Linked DNA regions of Xenopus laevis: region 1 is linked to region 2. The links are chromatin contacts, called in public Hi-C maps. All regions are on one chromosome and are shown on one strand. Each heading gives the region's core, a stretch centred on a gene start, on an enhancer-like site or on the middle of the called end of the contact. The rest is flanking DNA. Distances are from core to core; before and after follow the strand shown.

Region 1 (3,717 bases), core at 675-3,174, 300 kb after region 2:
TTGTTTCAGTGCATAACCTGCATTATATTGAGTGTGAATGTTCTGCACAGCCTGAGCTTTTCTACTTCTAAACTGTTCCTTCTAATTTTATTTTGTATCTCTCCCTCCCTTGCGTCTCGGCTCTACTTCAATGATCTCATCTGCACCTTCAAAGCTCTTCTCTGTTTTTCTCCATTTTCATCCATGACCCCCTGTGCCTGTCCTCAACTCCAACACTGAACTTTCACCCGTCTTTTATCCACCCACACTCCCCTGAGCACTGCTCCCTCTTCACACCCTTCTCATTTCTCGCTCAGCTGCCCCTAAACACATTCCTTCTTTATATGCGTCAGGCTGCCTCCACCTCAGGGATTACTCCTTCTTCCTACACACACCTATACTCACTACAGATAAGGGAGTCTCAGTGGAAAAATCCTGCCACCATGTCTGTGGTGTGGAATTTTTCCCTGAAGGATTGCTATCTGTCTCCTGGATATGTCCGTCTATATGTAGAACATTACTGTTAATGTTTTTCCATTTATTAAAAAGAACTATATCTTTAATATAGCTGCTTTGCTTAATATGGCCTAAAGTAAGGGCAGCATGCTGTTTAAAGGAGAAGGAAAGGTTAAAATTAAGTAATCTTTATCAGACAGGACTATATAAATACACCAGTAAACCCTCACAGGGTTTGAGCCCTCTGTCAAAATAAACACTGTATTTCTTTCCTTCTATTGTATACACATGGGCTTCTGTATCAAACTTCCCGTTTTCAGCATAAACCTCCAGGGCAGTGCTTGAGCATGCTCAGTTTGCTCCTCTCCTCCTCCCGACACCCCTCCCTGCTGTAATCTGAGCCCAGAGCTATGAGTGAGCAGGGAGAGACAGGAAGAGATGTCGCACCAAGCTAATATGGCAGCTGCTATCCTTTACAAACAGAGAAAGCTTCTAGAGCCGTTTACTCTGGTATGGTAAAGCATTTTGCAGAATAAATATAGTGTTATTGCTTGCACTATTGTGGCTAATTTATTGGCAATAAACTCCCTCTGTAGCTTTCCTTCTATACCAAAGCAAATATCACTGGGACCCGACTAGCAAAGCTCAGGCATCAGCTGCACTCTCATATAATAATGGCACAAAGTTACAGCACAGGTATGGGATATATTATCCAGAAAGCTCTGAATTATGGGAAGACCCCCTTCTTATAGACTCCATTATAAGCTAAAAAATCATATTTTTTTCAAACTATTTCTCTGTCATAATAATAACAGTACCTTGTACTTTATCCAAACTAAGATATAATTAATTCTCATTGGAGGCAAAACCAGCCTATTACTTTGAATTCATGTTTAAATAATTTATTAGTAGACTTAAGGTATGAATATCCAAATTACAGCAAGATCCTTTATCCAGAAAACCCCAGGTTCCAAGTATTCTGGATAACAGGTCCCATACCTGTATATGGAATAATGTCCCCCTACCATAATCTATACAGATAATAAATGAAGACCCAATTTTCTTTGATAAATAAGGCCCTTAACAATGCTATACAGTTGCATAGAGAGCTGCAGGGGGGAATATACAGGGTGGATTGCTGTGGACTATACAGGGGGAAGTGCTGGGGACTATACAGGGTGGATTGCTGTGGACTATACAGGGGGAAGTGCTGGGGACTATACAGGGGGAAGTGCCGGGGACTATACAGGGGGAAGTCCCGGGGACTATACAGGGGGAAGTGCCGGGGACTATACAGGGTGGATTGCAGGGGACTGTACAGGGGGGGAGTGCCGGGGACTGTACAGGGGGGAATGCCGGGGACTATACAGGGGGGTGCCGGGGACTATACAGGGGGAGCAGCTGGCGAATGACACAAGTATGGTGCATGCAAGTATCAGCTTTACTGAGTAGAACTTTCCCCTTCCAGCCAGACACACACACAATCACACACACTATTGTGCCACTAATCCCCACTTCTCATTACAATGAAGCTATTCCTTTATTTGTCGTATGCCTCGGAACAGACCGGCTGTAAGGAATCCGCTCACTTCATTTCTTTGCTATTCTCTTAATTAAAGAGCCCGAGTTTGGGGAATGGTAATGGCATGCTTGATGTAATGGCGCTAATGAGCTTCTTTACTGTTATAATTAGAAATGAAAATGAATGCCCTGCTTCTGTCCATGAATCATATTGAAGTCATGTTTTTGTCTCCAGATCTCATCTATACTGATGCTTCCCAATGTTATTCCTCATTTTCCTTCTCCCCCCCAACTGTTCCCTTAACATTTTAATTGCTGAATTAAATGGCTTCCAATTATTTTGTCTGGCATTTTCTCTACTCACCATAACCGGCGGGGCTTTATAAGTGGCTAGAACCAGAACTAAAAGACTTTTCTATTATAGATGTCTACGTATTTCTACTCATAACATTTCATATAGTGTGTACGTGTACCCTTAAAGGGGCAGTTAACATTTAGTATGTTACAGAATGGCTCATTCTAAGCAACTTTTCCATTGGCCTTCATTTTTTGCTTTTTTAACGTTTTTGAATTATTTGCCTTCTGCTTCTGACTCTTTTCAGCTTTTAAATGGAGGTCACTGACCCCCTCTAAAAACAAGTGTTCTGTAAGGCTACACGTGTATTGTTCTTACTGCCTTTTATTACATCCTCTCCTGTTCATATTCCATATTCAAATCAGTGCATGGCTTCTAGGGTCTGCACCCAACAACCAGACTGCTGAAACTGCCAACTGGAGAGCTGCTGAATAAAAAGCTAAATAACTCAAAAACCACAAAATATAAATATTGAAAACCCGTTGCAATTTGTCTTAGAATATCCTTCTCTGCTTCATACTAAAACCTTGAAAGGGGTTCGGCCTGACCTAAATCAGTTTATGGCACCAGAAGGCAGAAGCTTTATAGACAGACAGATAATTTACCCAGAGCCACACAAACTATTTCCTTAAAGGAAAACTATACCCCCCCCAAACAATGTAGGTCTCTATAAAAAGATATTGCATAAAACAGCTCATATGTAAAACCCTGCTTCATGTAAATAACCCATTTTCATAATAAAATACTTTTTTTTAGTAGTATATGCCATTGGGTAATCATAAATAGATAACTGGCATCTTAAATAGAGAGAGAGAGAGAGAGAGAGAGAGAGAGAGAGAGAGAGAGATTTATAAAGTATAAGCACACTCTTTAAAGTTGAATGTTTGCACTTTATTGAGATCGCATCTTATCCGATGTTTCGTTCCCACTTGGGGACCGTTTTCAAGGATATTGTGCAATTTCTGTGTTACAACTTAAATAACCACCCCCACCAGTGAATTTTGCCGCTACATGACATCATCAGTTCATATACAGTCCATTCATTTTAAAAAAAAAAGTGTTTTTTCTCCATTTTAGTAACAAGTGTCCTTTCATCACTGGCTGTCAAGTGTTGTGTCCATTATAAGTGATCGTTGTGGTCCTCAAAGAAAGAATGTGTAACAGTTTCCAAAAAAAGATACTTTGCTTTTATATTGAAACAAGAAAGACACAATAAAATCATGTTACTTACTGAGTTGAGAATTATTCACTTCATATTTAGATAGATATGACGTATATATTTCTGTAAAGTGAAAAAGATATACAACACGTTGCTTATTATACCATGAAAATCCAGAGACCTTATGTTAAAAAAACAATTTAGTTCACATAGAGAGAGAGAGATATATATATAGAGAGAGAGAGAG
Region 2 (3,789 bases), core at 988-3,487:
AGAAGAAAATGCTGGTAATGGGCTGCTAAAAGCAGCAGATACAGAGGTGTTGGCAGGAGGAGAGTAGACCGAAGTGACAGGAAGGGGAGAAGCATATGTGAGAGGGACCGATGTTCTCAGTGGAGGAACCGAGGAAGGCACCGGGGTAGAAAAACTTGACTGTGCAAAAGATGGCAGTGGGGAGAATGCTGGTGCAGCCAGAGGGCTGGACAAAACTGTCAAGAAAAGAACACATTTTATTCTCATACCATGCCACTACTATGTGCATGGAGTTAAATCAACAAAAAAATACATAATGCACATCTTTCTAAAACATGTAACTGGCTTACAGTTTGGTTCTCCTTCGTAGTCCTATTTCATCATATTTACTTTTAATCCTCATTGTAAAACCATGTCCTCTGTCTATAAGCAATTATATATTTTATGTACCGACCCATCTGTTATATCTTTCATGGACAGACACATCTGTGAAATTCTAATTTCTTATCTCTCACTTTGCTCATTTTATTTTAGTTCTGCCCCATGGCCATAGCTTCTGCTTTTCTGACTATAAGCTAATCAAACTAACCCGTACCAATATTTGATAAATACTGAAGAGGAATTTAGCCACTACAGTAAATCTATATAGATTAGAAAGTCTGTACACATCACAGAGATCATAAGCAAGTTAAATCATGATGCCATCTAATGCTAATTGAGCCACTTAACAAAATGCTCTTTGAAATATACCAAATATGAAGACTACCTGGTGGAACAGGGGTGAAGATGGCTGATGTAGCTGCGGCTACTGATGTTCCGATGGTGCTGGGAGGAGGGGTGCTTGGAGGTGTTGTTTCAATACCACTCTCTTCCATCATTTTCTGCAAACGGAAACTGCAAATAAGAAGTTACATTATTTCAACTGGCACAAGTGTCCTCCCATGTAATTAAATGAAAGGCAGAATAACAATGATGCTAGGGCCACGGCACAAGGGGTATATATTCACCACTGCCATCTGACTGTTCTCTGCTACGGTGCTCAAACACCCATGTGCTATAGGCCTTTCATACAACAAATTTTCTAATTATGCAAACAGGGCAGCATATGATTCATATAGAAAAGGGGAAAACAGCCAAAATATTAAGACTACTTTGAGGCTATTTGCAGCATAAATGTGCTTTCGCTTGGTCAGGTATGCAGTCTATGTTACTTACGATTTCTCGCTAACGATACCGATGTTCGATGAGTTAATATAGACAAAGATGCCGATTTCTACAAGTGCTAAACTTCCCCAGTGCCATAATCCACAGCATCACTTTTGAGCAGGCCAGTTGCTAGGGGCAACAGTACCAGTGCAATTTGCGACCCCTATTATTAATGGTCCTAAAGTCTCATTAACATACGAACAAGCAGAAGAAAAACATATTGAAAGCTGATCAAATCTAGTTTGTTTGTAACAAAATGTGGGCGGGCTGCTGGCACTGCTGTGCTAAGGTTATGATTTTGATCCTGGCCAGGGCACTACTGAGTGGAACTATATGGGTTGGCTTACAATCCAAAAACATACAAAGGCAGATATTCTACTTAGCCTAATGTGTGTGGGGCAATGGGATAGAATAGCAAATGTTACTAGTATAGTTTGAAACCAGTTTGCTGCTTGAAGAACAGGCACTACACTTGTGTAAAAGGAAAGATGGACTACATTTCCCACAATGCAATGCAAAGACTGCCACGTCAAAGTCTCCACCCACTGACAGCAGAAGCATGCAAGATTAAAACATAAATGTTAAAAGCCTTCAGGTGGATAAATGAACACTCCCCACAGATCTGGAAGGTTTTTGGCTGCTGCCCCGACCCGTACAGTGCAGGGGTACAGTAGCAGCCAATGAGAAATAACAAGGTACAACAGATTTATGTGCACTCCTCCTTTGGGAGAACACACACTGATTATACTGCCCTGCAACCTTTCCACAGAAGCCAGCGCATCGCTAGGTTTAATTAGGAGCAGCTAGAAAATCCTCGACTCCCTCCGAGTCTTCAATGAAGGACTAAAGTGACGGCAACATAATGAGACCTCGTTCTCTCTCTACCGCTCGCATCTCTTACCCGAGACAAGGGAAGCCGGGCAATAGTATGTAGAAGACGTCTTCAGCAAATAGCCGATATTCCCAACACGCCGAAAAGTACAGGCCACCACCAGCTACCGATACTAATCACTCCCGCCCCTGCTAGTTCCAATGGTATAACCCGGCATGGAATATGTCCGCTCTTCTACTGTTGACTGCAGCGCTGCCACGTAAACCGGACCGGGGCGTGGCCTTACGACTGACTGACGGAGGAACGTATGGGGAGTGAGTGTGGCCGAGGTAGGGCGTGGCTTCAGTGCTAGCTGGATGCTATGGTTACTAGGAGACGTGCGGCCATTACGAGCCCTCAAGGCTTTTGTATGGGATTTAGTCTGAAGGGAAACCACTGCCACGCAAAAAATAACTTGAAATGTGATAATGTTCTCATTAGGGATTTAGTGAGGGCCGGGGTGATGGCGCTATTGTGTAAATCATAGTGTTCTGTTCAAGGTGTAGTTGTCTTTTCAACCGTAACTAAAATCTGCAGGTTCTTATTGTTTTGCTGTATCTAATACATGAAGACTGAATTCTGTTTTAGGCACAGCTGTGTAGAAAGGGGCTAGCATTAAAGCCTACCGACCCCTGTATAACAATGGGGTAACACCTTGCCGATAGAAATGATGTCAGTGTTATAGTGTTATTTAGTGTAGACTGTAACCCCTACGGGTTAGGGTAACTTCTAGTTACACCACTGCTCCCTCTTGTAGAATATAAGTTACTGAGGCTTTCCATGACAACACGAGGCTGAAGGCCGTTTTTACAGGTCATGGAATTACGAGGTGACTTATATCCTCGTATTTTGCAACAGGGGGTTCTTTATTTATTATTATACCCAAGCCTCAGTGAGTCATGTGACAGAAATGACATCACTAATCTCCGATTATAACCTATGACATCACTAAGCACCATTTATAAGGATATACTGTAATTTACAGGATATTCGTGGCTCTTGTGTATGTTATATATATATATATATATATATATATATATATATATATATATATATATATATATATATATATATATATATATATATATATATAGTGAATAAAGTACCCCCTTTTGTAAAATATAAGGATATTATAAGTTACCGAGGAGTTTCATGACCATATAAAAACACGAGGCCGAAGGCCGAGTGTTTTTATACAGGTCAGGAAACTCCGAGGTAACTTCTAATATCCTCATATTTTACAACTGGGGGTACTTTATTTATTATAATACACAAGTTTTGGTGAGTCATGTGACAGAAATGACATCAGAACTCACCGTTTATAACTGATGACATCAGAACTCACCGTTTATAAGGATATAATTTACAGGATATTCATGGCTTTTGTGTATTATATATATATATATATATATATATATATATATATATATATATATATATATATATATATATATACTGAAATGTGTTTTATTCCAGAAAAGGTGCCAACCCGATATATTGGTAGTCTGGTGGTGGCATTGTAGGCAGTTAATGTGAATAATATTATAGCATTGGGGTCTTTCGTAATTCTCTTCTGTTAGGTGCAAGATATTAGGCAAGTAATAGTATCTCAGGAAAAAAAGGGAACAAATGGAGAGGGCAACCCATGAAGTGACTGCTGTGGGCCCATAACAGTAGAGTTCCCCAGTTGGGGGTGTAATGTGACTGAGTTTAACGCCCTTTATTGGAAAAAA

The links. A called contact is a pair of places that touch in the nucleus more often than the background predicts.
Region 1: a contact with region 2 is called in a Hi-C map of the XL177 cell line, with 3 times the contacts expected there. The contact joins the enhancer-like site here to the promoter of prrc1.L in region 2. A contact is called at or near these places in 2 of 4 Hi-C or Micro-C datasets (the XL177 cell line and the XTC cell line).

What each region holds. Positions count from the first base shown.
Region 1 is chr1L:182,610,712-182,614,428 of Xenopus_laevis_v10.1, forward strand. All of the region lies in intron 3 of marchf3.L (E3 ubiquitin-protein ligase MARCHF3), which reads left to right. Among protein-coding and RNA genes, the nearest start is that of lmnb1.L, 29 kb to the right of the region's middle. Within about 2 kb of position 1,925, at least 3 of the 7 cell types and tissues checked have an H3K27ac peak or open chromatin away from gene starts, as enhancers often do.
Region 2 is chr1L:182,314,379-182,318,167 of Xenopus_laevis_v10.1, forward strand. It overlaps prrc1.L (proline-rich coiled-coil 1 L homeolog), which reads right to left and starts at 2,238. Exons shown (of 9, transcript NM_001127795.1): 1 at 2,087-2,238; 2 at 746-873; 3 at 1-215. The coding sequence starts at 857.